Regions from separate parts of the Oncorhynchus mykiss genome. Here region 2 is linked to region 1. Evidence: chromatin contacts called from public Hi-C data. All regions are on one chromosome and are shown on one strand. Each heading gives the region's core, a stretch centred on a gene start, on an enhancer-like site or on the middle of the called end of the contact. The rest is flanking DNA. Distances are from core to core; before and after follow the strand shown. Region 1 holds the start of aga (N(4)-(beta-N-acetylglucosaminyl)-L-asparaginase). Region 2 holds the start of ctso (cathepsin O).

What was found. A called contact is a pair of places that touch in the nucleus more often than the background predicts.
Region 2: a Hi-C map of liver shows a contact between it and region 1, with 3 times the contacts expected there. The contact joins the promoter of ctso here to the promoter of aga in region 1. A contact is called at or near these places in 2 of 3 Hi-C or Micro-C datasets (blood and liver).

What each region holds. Positions count from the first base shown.
Region 1 is chr14:17,417,371-17,420,070 of USDA_OmykA_1.1, forward strand. It overlaps aga (N(4)-(beta-N-acetylglucosaminyl)-L-asparaginase), which reads right to left and starts at 1,279. Exons shown (of 9, transcript XM_021561398.2): 1 at 967-1,279; 2 at 162-315; 3 at 1-5. The coding sequence starts at 1,066.
Region 2 is chr14:17,633,289-17,636,070 of USDA_OmykA_1.1, forward strand. ctso (cathepsin O) reads right to left here and starts at 1,293. Exons shown (of 8, transcript XM_021561404.2): 1 at 950-1,293; 2 at 559-664; 3 at 242-321. The coding sequence starts at 1,162.

The DNA.
Region 1 (2,700 bases), core at 29-2,528:
TATTACTGCATCCACACAAAACCAGGAAACCTTTAATGAAGAACATTAATAATATTTCCAAAAAATAACTTAATTAAACATTGTATTGACTGAAATGGGATCAATTGGTTTTAGACACCCCTAAGCCCTACTCTAATGACTAGTTAGTGGGTATGACTTGCCCGTTCATGATCATGGCATCCAGGGTGGTCTCTCCTCTCTCATCTGGGCTCCCTCCAAACCCCACACTGCCATCACACTGGTCAGCCTCGCAGCGGGCACAGCCCTTCTCCACGGCATCCAGCACAGAGCCCCCAGCCTGCAGAGCAGTCCACGCTTTAAGAGAGAGAGTCACAGACAGACAGATGAGTGTTTGACTTTGCAATATTCTTACTGTCTTGCTACATTCTAGGAATAAGTCTACACGTGAAAATATGCTCTATAAAAAATCAATGGATGTGCCTCCCGATTCACCAATTCAACATGAATGGGTCCCAAGAGCATCATTTGTACATACAATAATATGTTGGTTCCCACGCAACCCTCACAATATATAGCAGAGGTAGAACCTAGAAGCACACAATATTTAACTTTTTCACAGTATTTAGACATGATTTTGGTCACATATTATCAGAGTGCCAGACGGTACAGTCCCAATCCTGCCAGATAACATGACCATCTCAAGGGATTGCCCATAAAAAGGAATAGGCCTAGGCTGCCAAAGAACCATTTGGTCAATGATCCCCCCCCAGTTGCCAAGGATTAGTATGCCAACTGGTGATATTTCGACAGCTTGGATTGTCCACATCAACTCAGAAAATAAAATCGAAATATTTTAGAGGGCCACATTCATCTCTTGGGCTGGCAGGACAGATCTAACTAGCTAACTTCATGAATGTCTTTCTTACAATGTATCATTTGATAAAGTTGTATCAAAATTGATAACTTATTTGCAACAATAAGAACAAAATGATAGAATATAGTTACCTGCCGCTGTAGCATGCTCGAATTGCCATGTGTTTATAACAAGAGGCAATGTTGCGTGACCAAATGGCAACAAAAACATCAATATAAAACACAGATGCATTTTGACAAAAGTTTTGCAAAATAAATAACGTTAGCTTTCAGTTTCAACTGCAATTTTTTTCCAGAACATGTTAATTGCAAGTGATTTTTTTAACGGTCCACAGTATTTCGAAAATATACGAGGCGTTTTGAAATTAGTTGGTTAAAAATAAACCTAGCTTTCATGAAGAATTTCACTAAGAATGAACGTTCATTTTTCGACTTCCTTGTTTTGGCACATGACTAGTGGGCAGGCTTTTCATTAAAGGGCCAGTGTATCTTTTCAGTGCAATGCATATGTTGAAATACAGCTTCATGCTCTGCATTGCTTTTCTGCAATTGCATGGAACTTGATAAAGTGAACAATAAAAAATACCATGTTTGCTGCGCTCATTATGCCAACGCTTATCTAAATTCAGATCACACATGTTAACTCATTCACAACTGTAGCCTAGCAATAAATCTGTGAAATAGAAATGGACTGACTCCATCCATTTAAAATAGGTTCACGATTAATGTTAGTTGCGGGAGATATTGGATTCAACGTTTTGCTAGACCTGAAAACAGTGGATTTAATTTGATCTTCTCATCTCAAACAAAAGAAGACAAAAGCACAGGCTACACAGGGAAAGTAACAAAACAATCAAGTCTAACCTTGAGAAGTGAACCTTAGTAGTGTGTCATCCTTTACATTATTCATTTGGAAAATACAATTTTCACTGATATTTTATTCATTGGTTAGTCCTTAAACATGGCATGACATACAGTGATTGTTACAAGGTGTCTGTTGGGGAACAATGAAGAGAGAATATATGGAGTATAACTTGTTCTGTGTTATTGATCAAAATGAAAGAGCAGAGGCTAAAAGGATTGCCCTTATAGGATATAACTTCGTCAATCACACATGCCCTTTGTGATACAATTTTCACAATGTCCTCCACAGCTTTTCAATAAACAATGTCCCTATAGTTGTGTAGAATAAGCATCACAGCTCAATCCTATGAATAAATGTTGCATGTCAGCATAAAAGACAGTGAGAAAGGACACCACGTGCACATACTGTATGAGTCTATAGTCTCATAAGAAGACATAAAATATCATGCATGCTTATAGCATGTGAAATCATTTGGGCTGTCGGTCAATTCAAATGGGTGATTTTTTTTTTTTTTCCCTATTCGTTGATTACTAATACCAATGAATCCGATACAAGGAGTTAGTGATCCTGACCTTTGTTGTGTGCTGTAGCCCGAGTAAGCAATAATTAGCCCTCTTGTCAGTCAAGTGTTGACTTCTTATGTGACATACATTTTACTTGTGGGGTTTGAAGGGAGCTAATGATCTAATCGTTATTGAATGGTCATGTTAAAGGCATTGGTTAAACATTTATGATTCAACTGATTCATCTTTTTTTTTATCAGTTGTTGACTGAACCATTAGTTGATTGGCCTGAATAATCCATTAATAGCGTATAGCTGTATGCACACTATAGCAGTTTATGGTTGAGACACTGAACTTGTCAAACTTGTCAAATTGAATTGCAAGGCCTAATAATGATGTGTTTTATTGCTCTGCCTTTACAGTGTTGGCTAATACAAAAAAAAGTTGTGCAAATCACCAACTCATGAATTTGATATGGACCCTAAAAGCCACAAGTTA
Region 2 (2,782 bases), core at 43-2,542, 220 kb after region 1:
TCTCTCGTACCAGACGTTCGCAATAGCCTGGGGACAAGGTTACGGTGACACAACATAACACTTACATACATGAGGTCAATGTCAAGAGGTTTTTTCTTCATAGAAGTTAATACAAAGTGAGTGTTTTTTACTTCTATGAGGAGAAAACCTCTAGACAGAGTTCAAAGTCAACTTCAATAAGGAAGTGTGTCACCTTGAAAAGACAAGTATGTTGATATCTTAAGGAAAAGGAAGCTCTTACTGCTTGTTGATTCTGTACTGATCCGACTGCAGACTGGTCCCTCCAGTCAAACTTGGCAGGCAGTCCCCCTGTCTTCAGTCCTGAGTAGGGAGGGACTGTTTCAGCTGTGGCAGTCAAATACAGGTCTGTAGAGAAAGTCCAATTACATTTCAGTGTTCAAGTAGGCTATAGCGATCTTCTTCCAGTTAATGTGGCGTTTGGTTAGCCTCCATGTTTATTTTGGTTTAAATATAAAATTAATAATCAATACTAACCCAGTCAATCAGTTTTGTTCACTGGGAAACAAATACATTCGTTTTTGTTTTGCATAGTATTACCTCTGAATTCATTTATTGATAAATCCGAGAACTGGTTAATGCCATATTTTGCTGAGTCTTTGTCTGTTGACAATGAGTTCAGGTATGCCTGCCTTTTGATGGAATTCTGCAACAGACCACAATGTCACTGTACATGTCACAGTAGGCTAACTCTCATGGAATATCCAGAAGGTATAACAATAGTCTTACCCCCCACTTAATTTATTTGTTAATTGACGAACATATTTCAAAACTTTGATAAACCTACAGTATATCCATCCCTCTTCCTACGCAAATCACGTTAGTCTCTCTTCTGACACAGTGCCCGCACACAGCTGCAACTCCCCAGCTGCAAATACAGTTTAATTCAACTAATATAAATACGAAAAAGCCATAACACCGACAGGCCTACCTTAAAATAAGATCTGCGCCGATCATAACAATCGCTGTGGAGTTTATAATTCCGATGAAATTGTTTCCTAAACGACTCAAAATCAACATCAGTGTCTGCAGAGCAGTTGGACTTCCTGATAGTTTGCCAAACGTCACTACAACTAGCAACATCGGAAAAAGTAAGTATGCCTACATTTAGGAGGAACATGAGAAACAATGTAACACCCGTCATTTGAATTGTAGGACAAGCGACATTGTAGCCTAAAATATATTCGTTTTAGCTCAATTTCCTCTTCGCCGTCTCCGTTCTTCTTCTTCTCTGGGTTCAATTCAGGAGACTAGACCTACACATTTACACATGCAATACCGCCACCTATTGAGTTCATAGCTATGATGGATTTAGTGGACAATTGGCCCATAATAAATTATGTAACGTTACAAATTAAGCATATAATCCAAAAAAGTATAATGACAAAATGTATGTATTCCACCTGGATTGATATGGACATTATGAGATGAAGGTGGCCTATGGTTTTCTGGCAAGAGTCTTATCCACTTGAGGGTGCTTTAGTACCATTAATGCAAGCACTATTACCAGAAGTCTAAGAACATGTACTGTGTAGCCTATGTGCAGTATATCCTATAGGGTGGTTGTGTACGTGTAGATAAGTGAAAATGAAATCATCATGCACATTTTTATAGATCCCCTTTGTTTTTGTCCTAGCTGGTAATTAAGTCTATTTTATTTGGAGTCCCAAACCATGTTTTTTTTATGACACAGTTTAGGGGTAGCCTATGTCACTGTTTTTGAATCATACTTAGGTAGCCTATATCTAGCATCTCGAATGCTCTGTATGTTTTGCACCAGTTCAATTAAATGTTAGGCCAAACTGTTCCATGAATAAAATATGTTATTTCCCACTGTAGCCCAGTCTACATCTTCTCCATCTTATTGTTAATTTATGGCCGTCCCATCTTTTCCATTTTTAAAATAGGAAATTGCATTAATGTCAAAAGGTTTTCTGCACGGCTTGCCTTCATAATTGCTGCAATTTGTTTGCTCTCCACTTTTACCATCCAGAGGAGTCTGTAAACCCAGATAACAAATAGACTAATATTCTTTGGCCAAGTGAACAACTGTGTCGTCCTCCATAACTCAGGACTCAGCAAAAACTTGTATTAAAATGTTAACCTCCTCTCTGATAGGCTAGTGGTGAAGTAGAGCACTTGTTACCGTGACACCCATAGGCAATTTATCCCGAGTTGCAAAATAGTGAAGTACTGTATGCCCCCACGAGGGGCGCAACTTTGGTTTTAGAAGTGGGGGGGAACATAATTATTTTGATTATATGTATTTTTTAATTCAGACAGATAAACAATCCAAACAGCCTACCCGACCTCTCGGATGCGTCTGCATGGTCCTAAAGCACAATTGCCTCGTTTTGTATCACATTCAAATGATAAAACTGGGGGGGGGGGGGGGGGGGGGGGGGGGGGGTCAAAAATGCTATTTCAGAATGTGGTGAATGTCCTCCCTGTCTCCAGTAAAAGTTGCGCCCCTGGTCCCCACCAAACCACTCTCCATCATCAATAGCTTCAGATGAAGACTGTGGGTGCATGGCACAGTTTTTTTTCTTCTCAGAAATGACCTACATGTTCTTGCGTCGTGAGTTGATCTTACTGAGAGGGAGCCATCAGGTCCCAGAATGGTGTAGACAGGGCAAGAAAGCATCACTGTCTTGAACATTCTGGTGACACAAATAAATTACATTTCAATAGCTATGTGTTCAATGAAGTGTTGTTGTCAGCTTGGGTTATTATTTCAACCTTCTAATGACATTATTTTGTGTAG